Linked DNA regions of Mus musculus: region 2 is linked to region 1. A link is a contact called in public promoter capture Hi-C data. All regions are on one chromosome and are shown on one strand. The core of a region is the stretch at or near the end of the contact, and the rest is flanking DNA. Distances in the headings are between cores, read along the strand shown.

Region 1 (7,661 bases), core at 3,561-6,060:
ATCAAGAAAGTAGACTTGAAAGAGAGGCGTCACACACAGACGCTTGTCACGGTAGCACTTTCCAGCTCAAGAGGAAAGCTGATCAGGGGACAAGGAAGGAGATGTTACACATGAAATCCTTTAAGCACACTGGTGGAGGCTGCTCAGTGGTTATCGCTTGCTGTTCTTTCAGAGGCCTGGCTGGGTTCAGGTCCCAGCACCCACAGCAGGTGGTTACAACCCCTGTCACTCCAGCTGCAGCGTACCCCGACGGTCTCTTTGGGGATCAGTGCACATCCTCATGTATATATACACAAGCAAACACATAACATATACATAGATGCACATAAATTAAATCTGTAGGAACTATGATTAGAAAAGACACATGAGACCTGGAGTGTCCCAACCTGTGATATCTGTACCCTACCCCAGCCTCAATGAAAGATTTTCTGTCTGGATTCAGGGTCAGAGACTAATCTGGGCACATCTCACAAGCCACCCTGTGTGTCATGGCCATGTCTTATGAATGAACAAACCTGGAGTGACATCGTGCTCTGTGTGCAGTGAAACAGGACACCCGCCCTGCCTGTTCCCCAGTCCCCTCTCACAGAGGCCTCTCTCCCGGCCTAGGGTTAGCTACGGTTGCTCCAGGTAGACTAGAGGCTCTGCTGACCGTCCTCCCAGGTGCTCCCAGGGCTCTCTGCTCCTTGCCTTCACGAGGGACTCTGATGTAAGTTGTCCAGCCTCAGGCCAGGAGCACTGAGCAGTTGCTGTTCTTCCCCTGCTCCAGGCACCCCATCTTTGATTAGCTTCTTCACTGTGGTCTGCCATCATCCACATCTTCGCAAGACCCTCTTCCCCAATGCCCCAAGCCCAGTGTAGGAGGGAGGGAGAAGTGGGATTGGAAACCCCCTTGGTAGTAACACTCTAGGTCTTCTCCAGCCCAGTTCCTTCTCTCTCTTTTTGGTGGCAGGGTTCACTGTAGCCCAGACTGGCCTCTAACTTTCTACAGAGTAGAGTACGGCTTTGAACTCCTGACTCTCCTCCCAGATGCTAGGGCTAAGGACCTACAGTAAAGCTTGGGGGTCCCTCTTTTCTCTGTTGGCATGGGAAACTATCTCCTCTGACTTTTTTTCTCTGCTGGTGCCACGCCACCCCCCACCCCCACCCCCCCACCGGTTTGGGGGGACGACAAGATGAAAAGTGAACCGGGAACAGAACGCTGGGTGTTCTCTGAGCTGTGGTCTTTGGAACTGCGGGTGATAAATCCACTAAAATGTTTTTAATACTGTCTCGTGGAAGTTCACACACGGCACACACAGATCAAAACAAGTCTAGGGCTGAGGGGAGGGCCGGGGAGCGTCGACTCCCTCCCTTTAACCCTGGATTCTCTTCTGCCCCCACTGACCAGGGGTTGGCACAGGTAGAAAGGGTATTTACATTGCAGGGACTTGGTTCTTTTTCCAGGGTGAGGGGTACTAAACCAGGAACTTCCCACATCTCACTCCAAAAGCAGCAAAACGGGAAGTTCTGTAATTAGCAAGAAAATAGGCAGAGATGGGGTGGGGGGAAAAGAAAAATCCTCACTGGCAAAAAATCCGAGCCAGAGTGGGGGTGTAGTTCTCCCAAGGCTGAGTCCTTTTAGGGAGGTAGGGGGAATGAGTCCGTCTGTATGTGAGCTGGGCCTGGATTCACAGACCCAATCATCAGACTGAACACCCCAAAAGACGAAAAAGAAGGCGGGGCCTGCCGACCTGGAGGCGGGGTTTGTGGGAGTTGGGGTGGAGCTCATAGATGAGGCAGGGCTTCTGGGACCTGACTCCTACTGGGGAGAGGAGACGAGGAGAGCTCCTCCCCTGGCACTGCACTTTGATGGGGTGGGAAACTAGGGCGACTGGAGGATTGGGGTTTGGCGCGGATTCCAGTGCCGCTGAGGATGTGGGTGTTAGAGGGGTTCCTGAGGAACTGAGCGTACTCTCTGGGCCAGAGGTTCCGTGGGGGCGGAGTTTATGATGTCTGGACGTCCAGCGGCGCCTCAGGAGGCTGTGCAGGGCGCGCGTTGGGTAGGCGGCAGAACTGCGCGACGCGCCTGGGAGGTTGGGGGGCACGGAGTGGGGCCGAGATGGGGACGTTTTTAGGGATCCCAGTAGTTTTCGTGGTGCTGGGCGGCGATGATGATGACTACAGTGAGGATGGTACAAAGCACCATGGCTGCGATGCCCACGGCCAGGGAGATGAAGGAGAAATTCCGGGCTTCGCGTGAAGCGATCTCGGCAGACACCAAATCTCCGCGGGCCAAAGCCGTGCGCACCTACCGGGGAGGGGCGAGGGAACGGGGGGGGGGGGGGGTCAGAGAGCCACTGCTCACCCGCCACAGCCTCCCCTCTGAGAATAAGTCCAGAATGCCCCAGACTAAGAAAACCCTGGTCAACCCCACACCTGCACGGCCTTGAAGATGGCGATGATGCCTGTGGGCCAGAAGCAGCAGATGGTGGTCAGCACAGCGATGGGCATGTAGTCGTGTGGCGGACGCCTGGGCTCCAACAGAGCCAATCCTGGGCCCTGGGGCGGCGGGGGCAGAGTGGAGGTCACTCCAGGACCCCCGGGGGTCCCGCCTGCGTAGGGCTGTGGCAAGGACAGTGGGGGAAAGGGACTGTCACACTACAGTCTTGCTGCTTGGCCAATTGGCAGAGAGGTTTTTTTAAAAACACCATTCTAAGGTTAAAGGGGGTTAGAATCCACCCCCTATCCTTTCTGACAGTAAAATCGGCCTAGGCCTCCCTTCATGGTATCATTAACTTCTATATTCGTGGAAGTTCCCACACTGTCTTACAAGGTACAGCTTTTGGGTCTGCCTGCCCTTCCGGTCTTGTTTCCATCCTCGTTAGCATTTCCAGGCTCAGGCTTCTGCCCCCTTCTACCCCTGGCTTCCCAGGATCCATTTCTTCCTCTCCCTCCAAGTCAAGTCAGACCTCCTCTTGCCTTCTGAACCACCTCCCAAACCTTGACCTTTGACAACCTGCCCCCTCACTCTCCCCACCCCTCGCCCCAGGTCCACCACCTTCCTATCCACTGTCTCTTCTCTTTCTACTCTTCTGACTAGGGGTTGTTACCAGAACGGCTGGCGGTCGATCTGGTTCTGTTTCACTCTCTCCCAGCTTCCCGCGTGTCCCTGTTGCACCTGCCTCCCTGTCCTCCTAGATCTTATCAGCCCCACACTCACCGTGCCCACCGGATACACAGGGACATAAGCAGTGCACGGCTGCAGCTGCAGCGGGTAGCCCGGCGCCACGTAGCCCCCCAGCGGCAACGTGCCCACCGCCCCCGCGTGCGTGGGAACCACGAAGCCCGGGGCTTGGGCCGTCGGGGCAGGCGCTGGTGGGGGCGGGGCGGCGGCCGCAGGCGGTGGTGGGGGAAGTGGACCCTCGAAGCGAGTCTCCTGCAGATAAGGGTCGGGTGGCATGCGGGGTAAGGTAGCACAGCCGGGTGGGGGAGCCCCAGCGGCGGGGCCGGGCGGGGCATGGTGGGGGGGCCGCGGTAGCGTGGCGGAAGACGAAGGACCGCGTTGAGCACTGGCCGCAGCAGAGGCCAGGCCACCTGCTCCTAAGCGCGGGAGGGTGGCGGTGCCAGACTGGTGGTAATGGTGGTGGTGGTGGTGATGTGAGGATGGGGCCGTTTGTGGGGGCGGGATGGGGGGCTCGGCCGGTGGCTGGGGGGCATTGTAGGGCGGCGGTGAAGTGTGGGGAACCGAGTCTGGAAGGCCTGGCCATGGAAAAGCCGAGGAGAGGATAAGGGGAGAGAGAAGACAGCAGAGATCAGAAGGGTAAGAGACATGAGACAGCAAGAGATGGAGAAAGAGCGAGGGAGATACAGCCGAGACGACATCTCCCATTTTGGGGTCAGGGAAGGGGTTGTATGTAGGCCACCTGGCCCCAATCTAGTTTTGCCGTCACAACTGTCACAGCTCCTCCCAGGCTCCGCTGCTGTCAACCACAACCCTCATTCAGGGTTGTCTCTGAGCCAGCTGTCCCCTCTTCCTGCACATGTGGTCGTGTCACAGGGGTCATGCACGCTCAGTTTAACATTTCCACTTTGCTTCAGGTGGAGTTACCTGGGAATCTCATGGGCCTCCGTTAAGGTCCATGACAAAGCTTCTGGGACTAGGCATAGTGGTTCATGCCTGTAATCCTTGTACTTGTGAAGCAGCCGGGGAAGGGTGAAGAACTGGGAAGTTCAAGACCAGCCTGGGCTACAGAGGGGAATCTCATCTCAAAGAAGAAAAAAAATTGTCTTCTAGATATTACTTTCCCAACAACCCAGTCTGATTAAGTCTCCGTTATTTTTCCACTGGGTGTCTCCATGCCACTGAACCGGTGACTGTCCATCTGTCACTCCCAGGGATGATGTCCCTGCAGAACCTGGCTCTGCCTCCCTTTCCATTTCAAAACTGCACCCCCCCCCCATGTTGTTGACAAGGGACCAAGGGACAGAGGCAGACTGACCCGAAGGAAGAGAAGGATGGGATATAGAAAGGGGAGGGGGTGGGGTATGCATGGAGAGAAGGAATGGAACTGAGCCACACAACATCCCAGAGGGGGTCAAAGAAGGGGATTAGGGCAAGTGGAGGTTAGGTAGGAGATGACAGAGGGGGTTGGGGGAGGGATATATATATATATAGTTTTTTTTTTACCTGACTTTTCTGACGACATGTTTGCAATCGTTGGGACAGGGTCTCTGAAGCTGGAGTCAGGGCCCCCTGACTGCTGGCGCAGGAGTCTTAGTGTCTCAGTCCGGGATGGCGCAGCGGCGGTAGCAGCAGCAGCGCGGAAATGGAGAGATGAAGACAGTGTGTGTTGGGGGGGGGGGGTGGCTGGGGGGGAGCTTAAAGGGACCGAGGCAGGGATGGGGGAGAGCTTCAGAAGTCTCCCCCCGAAAAACTCGGTTTCTCTCTGCTTCTGGACCACCTCTTTCCTCCTCTCACCCTGGCAGTCAAGCCCCCAGTTTAGCTCCCTTGGAGTTGTCATGGAAACCGGGAGGCAAGACCAGGCAAGGCGGGTGGGACTAAGAGAAGGAGGGAGGGAGGGAGAAATCTCTAGAGCCTCTCCCGCAAAGACTCGCTGTAGTGATTATATTGTGAGAAGAAGCCAGCTCAATGGATTTACCACACTTATCTCCAGACCCCGTTCAAGCAGTCCCTGCTCATCCATGGGGTTGCTCCCTCAGTTTCCCTCAGAACATCCTGCAAGATAGTTCTAGGTTTCTCCAGGTGTGAGACAGAACTGTACAAAGAGTGGAACCAAGAGGTTCAGACCCCCCCTCCCCCATATACAGCCTGACAATAGAGGTAAGATGCTGACTGTGGCTAAAGAAAAGGAGAAAAAGAAAGCGCCTGTGGGGGTACACAGGTACCTTCTTTCTCTAGGGTTATAAGAAGCTGAAATGCTTCATCAGAGGGAAGCAAGCTCTAATTGCTTGTTTGTGACAGGCAGGTTTGGAAAAGCGTGCTTGTTGGGGGCTGAAGAGTTCTTGGTCCAGTCAGCAGTCACAACCTCTCCTTAAAGCACTCCCTCTCTCCCCCCTCCTCCTGCCCCAAGACGCAGATCCACCCCCGGAGTCAACCCAAGACACAGCGGTGACTTCCACTCTTTTTATTTGCTTTTTGTGTCTTGTAAGGGCGTGGGTGGGGAGGTGGGGTAAGGATAGGCCCTCTACAGAGGTTACACCAGTTGAGCCTTTTTTGCAGAAACCTAGCAGGAGAATCAGAAACACCCCTTTAGGATTTTCCAACTCTCTCCAGAGACAGTTGCTCTAGGACAAAGCCCCTCTGGTGGCGTCCTGGAGAGCAGTCTCCAAAGCCCTGGCTTGAGCCCGTTCCAGGTCTGAGAAATTTTTACCCACGGCCTCATACCGGTGGTTCTGGTTTTTCAACCGTGCATGGATCAGAGGGAACCTTGGACCCATCCCTCCCACACCATCTTCAATACACGCTTCTGGTTTTATTAAGTTCAGATTAAACAAAGTCCCTGAGTACAGGCCTTGAAGCTCAGAAACCCTGCAAACTTATTTAATTGCTAAGTAAAAGCACTGACGGATAAAGGCTATTCCCTGGCACTCCGGCGCGCCGTAGGGGTCACGGGTAGGCCGAGTGGTGCCAGCGCCCGCAGCGGGGAGGAAGTCTGCCTGCACTGGCAGGGTTTGTGTCGCCAGCAGCCCGCAGGGATCTGAGGAGCAGTTTGTCGGGGTCGCTCAGGATTGAAAGACTGGTGGAAATCCTGTGGTGAGTCCTTGAAGCCCACGGGGCCCCACGCCCATATAAGGTGGGTCCGGGAGGGTGGGTCGTGAATGCGGAGATAAAAGTAGGGCCAGAGAAACTGGGTCAGGCTGCACTTCACTTGAGGGGCCTGGAGGACTCTCGGCGTCTCCGGAGACAAGGGCACAACACGCACTTCAAAGTGAAGAGTTGTAAGGCGCTGATCCGGAGCGGGAGGGCAGGCAGGAGTGGGAAGAGGGGCTCTTCAGCTGTGATCGGCCTGGCACTCTGGCCTAACACAAGCCTGGCGTCCAGCGATAGAAGCGGGAGTCGCCTTTCGTCAGTCCTAACCTCCCCCCTCGCACGTTTTCTTGGGCTCTGCTACGAAGCCAGACAGCCTGGATTGGAAAGTGGGCCGCATTAAGGAGGGGAAGTTGCACCCCTGGGTGGCTGGATGCAGCTGAAGCCTAGGAATGCCTTCTTTAGAAACCCAGTATTATCTTTTTCTGCTGTTGCCTCTCCCCATCCGGCTAAATGGATCGCTCTGTCTATTTCCTCCCCAGTTCTTTGGGTGCAATGGAATGTTCCATTGCCCCTCCGGTCCGCTGTCCGCGTTGCAGGGGACGCTCGCCCTGTTGCCAGGGAAAGTCCCGGACGTGACGGCTTTGCGCGACCCCGAGCAGCACCCCCCCCCCCCCCCCCGCGCCCCGTCCGTCATCCCACTGCGCGCTCTCCTTGTCCCCCTATCCCCGTATCCGGTGGATTACAGACTAGGTACAAGTAAACAGCTGGCGGAACGAAGCCTCCAGACACAGACCAGGTGGGAGTTTCCACTCTCCGTGTGTCCTGGGCCGCTGTTCCCCGGCCTTTGCAGATCCCAGAGTAGTGAATGGCCGAGGTGATGCTTAAGGGAGATCCTGGGCCTTGGGACAAAGTCCCTTGGGCGCCAAGTTGGGGGCGGGACTTAGGGTGAGCATTGGTGCATGGAGGTGGTAGGTGTTTGTGCCGAGCCATCTGGATGGAGTAAGTTAAAAGTAGCCTTCCCTCATACGGACCAGGAGTAGGAGCGGAGGCCGGAGAGTTGCTTGCTGTGAGTCTGTTGGGAGTGGAGAGGCGTCGTCTCCCTCACGGCCTCTCGTTCCTTCTCAGGTGGGAGCATGCCGGGGCTATGGAGGCAGAGGCTTCCTTCGGCTTGGGCTTTGCTTCTCCTGCCGTTCCTGCCGCTGCTGATGCCCGCAGCCCCCGCAGCCCACCGCGGGTCCTACAAGCCCGTGATCGTGGTGCACGGGCTCTTTGACAGTTCATACAGCTTCCGCCACCTGCTGGACTATATCAATGAGGTCTGTGGGGGATACTGAATGGATATAAAGTGGCTGGGGGAGGAAGCGTGGGCAGATGAAAGACAGCCAGCCCCTCTAGGCTAGTTTTCAGG
Region 2 (6,767 bases), core at 2,106-4,605, 560 kb before region 1:
TACATGGACACAAATATAATTTAAAATAAAAACAAATTATATAATACACACCACACACACACATATTGAGAGCTCTGAGAGCTTTTGGTGCCGATTCTAGGAATTTGGCTTGTCACTGGGCTTGGACAAGGAAGTAGGCTCAGATAAGAATATTAGAAACAGGGGTCATGGGGCTTTGTTTTTAGTTTTTTACTTAATTATTACCTTGTGTGATCTCCTTGTTTACTACTTCATTTGATTACTTTGTCTTTGCTCTAAGAACTGCCCATGGTTTTTTGGGGGGTTTTTTTGTTTGTTTTTTGGTTTTTTGTTTTTATGTACCTAAAATGATATCAAAGCAGGCTGGAGAGAAATAAACCCGCTTCAGCCTCAGTGCAGGCTGGAGTCTTGTTATAGTTTTGTCTAATTACCTTTTGGGGGGGGGTTGTTGTTGTTGTTGTTGTTTTGTTTTTTTTTTTTTCAAGACAGGGTTTCTCTGTGTAGCCCTGGCTGTTCTGGAACTCACTTTGTAGACCAGGCTGGTCTCAAACTCAGAAATCCACCTGCCTCTGCCTCCTGAGTGCTGGGATTAAAGGTGTGTGCCACCATGCCTGGCTTTGCCTTTTTCTTTTCAATCTTCACTCCCTCCCTTGAGACCCTGTTGATTGACTGAGCTGGCTTGGTCAAATATATATATGATATATATGTATATGAATTTGTTGTAAGGTTCAGTTTTTCTAGATGTTTGACCTTTGTGCGCGCGTGTGTATGTGTGTGTGTGTGTGTGTGTATGTGTGTGTGTGTGTGTGTGTGTGTGTGTGTGTGTGAGTGTGCACGCATGTGTGTTTTTCAGTATGAGTTCACAGTCACGTCAAATGCTAACCCCGGCCAGCCCACCACCTTATCTGAGACAGGGTCTAATTTCGATCTTCTCTGAACATTCTAGGCCGGACACCCCATCCCCTGCGATCTTCCTTGAATTCTCAGTTTTCCACATCTCCCATCTCATACTAGGAACATGGACTTTCACAAGTGGTTGCCACACCCATCTTTATGTGGGCCCTGGGGACTCGAACTCAGTTCTTCATGCTTGTGCGGCCAGTGCTTTTACCAACAGAGCTCTCTCCTCACCCAATGTTTAAAAATTTTAAAAAAAATGTAATTATAAACTATAAAAAAGAAGAAACCCACTTAGATTGTGATCCCCATTTGTTCTGGGGGAAACACTGGGGGGGGAGTACCACAAAGTCCCTGAATTTGGTTAACAAAACATGCATAGGGACCCAGGCACCAGACTCACCCACCTCTGTCTCCATCCTAGCTACCAGCTTCCTCTCTGTTCAAAGATTGGGGTGTAGTCTTCTACACCCCTTTCTCTCTTGGTCACAGTGGCACTGAGAGACCTTCACCTCAGTCCCTCCTGCCCTCCTGCCAATGCCAGAATGCTGCCTTCTGTGGGAAGTTCTCCTTGATGCCCCAAGGCTTTGCTAACATCAGCTTCTCTCACCCACTTCCTGTCAGCATCTGTTAGCAGATTTAGTCTGACTACCTCTGACTTCCCTACTCCTTTGGTAGCACATCGATATCCTGCTGCATATAGCTGCCAGACACCAAGAGAGGTGCCCTGAGACACCCCAGAGTTATCTGGCACTCGAGGTGCTGGGAGCCCATGCCTATGCACAAACCACAAGATGATGAACCTTAAGGCGGCACCGCAGAGGGGGCCCCTGGAGGAGGTGGACATTCCTTTACCAGTACAGGGTGAACCGGGAGGCTGGGGCTGAGGGAGTAACCACCCTAATGATATCTAGGAATCTCAAAGGAAAGATGTAACACCATCTCCCAATGGCTATTCTTCCTCTCCTAGATGCAAGGAGGCACAGAGGCAGTGGAAAGAGGCTAAAACTGCGGGAGGGGCAGAATGCCTGCGGTGGGGAGCTTCTTTCCACTCTGAACAGTTGAATGTGTCCCCACTGTAAACCAAGAGTCTGGGTCAGCGGGGAGTGGGTGGAGATCCGGGATGAGACGGGAAACCTGCTGGGATAAATGGAGGCCAGACTATGGATTTGGAGTTCCCTGAACCCGAAGGAATCTGCATTCACACCCTACCCTCTGAGCTCTTGTGCCTTCATTTTCCAAAGAAAAGAAGCTGCAGCTGAAAGTGGTGGCCCGCCGTATACTCTGCAGGCTGAGGCAGGAAGATGGTGAGCCTCAGGTCAGCCTGGGCTACATAGCAAAATTCTGCTAATAATAATAACTACTAATAATAATCTGTTCTGTCCCTGATTCATCACAGCTCCTCAGGGGTCCCTCAAACCTACAGCATGCCCCTTATAACTGGGAGGTTCTGAGTTTCACGCTGTTGTCCCTCAAGTGAGGGGCCTCTATCTACCCTCAAACAGGAACCAGCAGTTAAAGGGCAGGAAGTACCCAAGGGGAAGTTAAAGCATTCTTGGTAGCCACTACTCCACACCAGCCAAATAAGGTCCTCCCTCCTGGGAAAGGGCACCCTTCTCTCTGGTTTCCCAGTGGTTCCCACAACTACTCCAGACCCTGGCTCCCTTGCCTTCACCAGCCCTCTCACCAGCATTCAGGATTGAGCAGTGTTTCCAGCTTCCTCCAAGTGCCCCCCCCCCCCGCTGCCTTTCCCACCCCCATCAGCCTGGGGCAGAGTAAATGGGAGGGGGCAATACAGCTAAACACTTTCTCTGCTACTTCTGAGTCTCCCTTGGCTTTTGCTTCTTTATTTTTTTGGGTTTTTTTTTGTTTGTTTGTTTGTTTGTTTTTTTGAGACAGGGTTTCTCTGTATAGCCCTGGCTGTCCTGGAACTCACTATGTAGACCAGGCTGGCCTTGAACTCAGAAATCCGCCTGCCTCTGCCTCCCAAGTGCTGGGATTAAAGGCGTGCGCCACCACGCCCCGGCTTTTGTTCGCTTCTTGAGACAGGGTCTCACTGTGTAGCTCTGGCTGTGCTTGAACTCACAGAGATCCATCTCTACCAATAGGGCTGCGTTGGGCTTTCCTTGTTAAAATCTCGGGCTCCTGGCCTGGAAAATGGGTACCACAATATGTTAAGACAAACATAAGCCAGGCAGTGGTAGCACACGCCTTTAATCCCAGCACTTGGGAGGCAGAGGCAGGTGGATTTCTGAGTTTGAGACCAGCCTGGTCTACAGAGTGAGTTCCAGGACAGCCAGGGCTACACAGAGAAACTCTGTCTCCAAAAAAAGCCAAAAAAACAAAAAAGAGAAAAAGACAAACATAAAATCCCCAGCCCAGTGAGGATGAGGACTGTAAAGGGGCCCCTTGCCTCAGAGATGGGGAACTTGGGGGCACGTGACTAACCCAAGCTATTAAGCCCAGCAGAAGAGGGATTAGTTTAGTCTTGACCTTCAGGCCTGTTCTCAGTCCCTGGACTATGTCTGATGACAATGGGATCTGGTAACAATTGCACAACCAGTAAGTAGGGACCCCTCCGTTCGGAAAGGGGAGGGATGTGAGGGCTGGAGAGTGAGGGAAGAAAAGCAGGGTTCAGGATTAGGAGAAGTGGTCAGAATGAGGCAGTACAGGTGGAAGAGGGGCCTCCTGAGACCCGGAAACAGTAGGGAGTGAGCATAGTCAGGAGAGGTAACCCGGTAGGTGAATCTCTAGAGGAAGTGAGAAGTTGAAGTCTGGGTAACAAATATGTCTGGGTAATGAATGTGTAGGCACGAAGCCCTGGGTTATAGTGTCTCCTGTAATCCCAGCACCAGAGAGGTGGGGTGGTCCGAAGGACTAGAAATCAAGGACATGACTTGTCTCTGCATGAGGCTTCAGGAAATTTGGAAGCAGCCTAAACTATAGAAGATACTGCAGAAAGAAAGAAAAAAAAAAAAAGCCAGGCAGTGGTGGTGCACACCTTTAATCCCAGAGTGGGGGGAGGTGGGAGTGAGGGGGCAAGAGGGCCGGAGGGGTTGGGATGGCGGACAGAGGCAGGAGGATCTCTGTGTGTGAGATCAAGACCAGCCTGGTCTAGAGTTCCAGGACAGCCAGAGCTCCACAGAGAAACCCTGTCTTTAAAAACAAAACAAAACAAGCAAACAAAAACTAATACAAAAATACAACACCGCCCCCCCCTCAAAATCTCCTAGAGTATATTTTCCTGTATTTTAAACTGTGAGAGGATAGCAGGGTCCTGGCTTTGACCCCAGAGCCACATAAAACAGCCATGGTAGTACACTCTTGCCAAGCTAGCACTTAAGACACGACACAGGGGTGTGAGGATCAGAAAGTCAAGCATACTCGGCTACTAGGAGAATCTAAGGCCTCCCAGGATACATGAGACTCTCAACATAAAGTGACAGAAAGGTGGGAGAGACATGGGTTGGGAGGGGGGAGAGGGAGAAAGGGCTTTGGAAATGACCAAGAGACTTTTTTTTTGTTGTTTTGTTTTGTTTTGTTTTTCGAGACAGGGTTTCTCTGTATAGCCCTGGCTGTCCTGGAACTCACTTTGTAGACCAGGCTGGCCTCGAACTCAGAAATCCGCCTGCCTCTGCCTCCCAAGTGCTGGGATTAAAGGTGTGCGCCACCACGCCCGGCTGAGACTTTTTATATATGTATGAAATTGTCAAAAAATAGAAAACAGGATTGATCGGGGAGAGGAAGATAGGATAAAATAAAAAATTGGGGAAGGGGGACCCAGGAAAAATATAGGAAGCTAGGAAACTTACATTTAACCAGGAGGTTGGGAAATTGGTGGGGAAAAAAAAAACCCTCTCAGAGATACTCCTTCCAGATGATTTCCTGCTAAATGGGAGCCTGGGACTGGGAGGGCTCCTCCTCCTGCTTGTCATCATCCTGTTCATCTGCTTGTGCCGGTTCAGTCAGAGAGGTAAGCCCTAGAGCATCTCGGTCACCCACAGCTTGCCCTCCACACCCTTCCTACTGCTAGAAAAGGCCAGAGTTGTCCAAAAGACCCAGGTTTTGGCTGTGGTTCCTATGGCAACCAGCGAGGTTGGAGGGGTGGGGCTCCAGTAGGTGTGTTGTGGAAGGCAGTTCTGGGGTGGAGACCTGCTGCTCTGGCGTTGGGGGCCTGGGGTGGGGTGCTATTCTGAGGTAGCAGATTCAATGAGAGGTGCTGTCCTAGGATGGATGAGCCAATGTGGGGTGCCATTCTGGCGGGGGGGGGGGTCAGGGAAGGGGTCTTACTGAACCATTTTTTTTTTCTTCTAGTGAAGAGACTGGAAAGGAATGTGAGTCTGGGGGGACGAGGAGACAAGGGGGAAGGGTGAGGGGTGGAGCAGATGAAGGGGCGGGGAAGGAAGTGGCGGCTGGGGGCAAGGGGGCGAGGGAGGGGGGCTGGAGGTGGGAGGGTGTGCGGGCAGGGGGTGAGGGGACGAGGGAAACCCACGTAGGGAGTGGGGCTGGGATGAAGGGGTGGAGCCGAGAGAAAAGGGAAGAGGAAGTAGCAGGAACGAGAAAATGAAAGAGGCAGAAAAAGAGGCAACCAGAAGAGAGGGAGGGAATTGTGTGTTTATAAGAATATAAAACACTCCAGAAGGACGTAGAGAGGAGGAAGTGAGTGAGAGAGGAAATTAAAAAACAAACAAACAAACAAAACGAGAGAGAAGAGTTCCATCAGGACTACAGGAGCCGCCCTGTCTCAAAAGAACAACAAAAGCAAAGTGGGTGGGGCGTGGGCGTGGCTAGCAGTGTGGTTTAGTTAACAGTCCTTATCCAGCGGGTGTAGAACTGTGTTTGATTCCCAGCGCAGCATAAAACCAGAGCGCTGGCATGTGACTGAAATCCCACATAGAGGCAGGGAGTCTGTCCTTCACTACATATTAAGTTGAAGGTCAGCCTGAGCTACATGAGACCCTGTCTCAATAGAAGAGGAAGTTTGGAGCTTGGAGAGATGGCTCAGCAGTTAAGAGCACTGGCTGTGCTTGCAGAGGCCCTGAGTTCAATTCCCAGTAACCACATGGTGGCTCACAGCCATCTGTAACGGAATCTGATACCCTCTTCTGGTGTGTCTGACCACAACTACAGTGTACTCATATAAATAAAGTAAGTAAAGGAGGTGGGGGAGAGAGGAGGTTCTGAGAAAGTATTTGCTGTAGTCAGGCATGGTAGCTTGTGCCTGGAACCCCAGTACTGTGGGGTACAGACAGGCAAGCCCTAGGGGCTCCCTGGCCAACCAGCCTAGTGGAAATGGCAAACTCCAGTTTTAGTGAGAGACCTTGTCTCAAAATAGATAGATGGATAGATAGAAATAATGTGTAGAAACAGTTGGAAAGTTGATGTCCAAACATCCACTTAAGGGCCTATACAACACAGGCAGACACACTTATATAGAAACAAAGAAAGAGGGAAAGTAAGCGAAAACAGGTTCAAGAGATATAAAGAGGAGAGACTGAGAAAAAAAAGAGTGGAGACACAGGGAGAAAGACAGGTGGGAGCTGCGGCCAGGCTGGGGAAGGATGTGTGACAGTACCCCTGGTCCTCACATCATCCTCTGCACTGCCAGGCCCAGGTCTCAGGGCAGGAGCCCCACTATGCATCTCTCCAGCAGCTGCCAGTGTCCAGTAGTGATATCACAGACATGAAAGAAGACCTCAGCACTGACTATGCCTGCATCGCCAGGAGCACACCCACTTGAGTGCCCCCAAAAGCTCTCCTCGCCCTGGGTGCGTGCTCAGTCACACTATGGTCATCTAGTAAAGTCTGGTTCCCCACTTCTGCATCAGGCTTCTCTATATGTGTCCAGCCCATGGCTCACCCTCCCACCTGCAGAAAGCCAGTAAACAGCT

What was found. Capture Hi-C pulls out chosen DNA fragments and counts their contacts.
Region 2: a promoter capture Hi-C map of adipose tissue shows a contact between it and region 1. The contact joins the promoter of Lst1 here to the promoter of Prrt1 in region 1. A contact is called at or near these places in 1 of 39 promoter capture datasets (liver), 1 of 115 datasets of contacts at active chromatin or transcription factors (pancreatic cancer cells) and 2 of 9 other capture datasets (adipose tissue and pancreatic islet).

What each region holds. Positions count from the first base shown.
Region 1 is chr17:34,626,713-34,634,373 of GRCm38.p6, reverse strand. Prrt1 (proline-rich transmembrane protein 1) reads right to left here and starts at 4,810. Exons shown (of 4, transcript NM_030890.2): 1 at 4,670-4,810; 2 at 3,203-3,741; 3 at 2,419-2,604; 4 at 1,248-2,290. The coding sequence starts at 4,688. The coding sequence ends at 2,114. Ppt2 (palmitoyl-protein thioesterase 2) reads left to right here and starts at 6,939. Exons shown (of 9, transcript NM_001302396.1): 1 at 6,939-7,049; 2 at 7,379-7,569. The coding sequence starts at 7,387.
Region 2 is chr17:35,185,028-35,191,794 of GRCm38.p6, reverse strand. Lst1 (leukocyte specific transcript 1) reads left to right here and starts at 3,355. Exons shown (of 4, transcript NM_010734.2): 1 at 3,355-3,438; 2 at 4,754-4,849; 3 at 5,191-5,210; 4 at 6,485-6,700. The coding sequence starts at 3,405. The coding sequence ends at 6,616.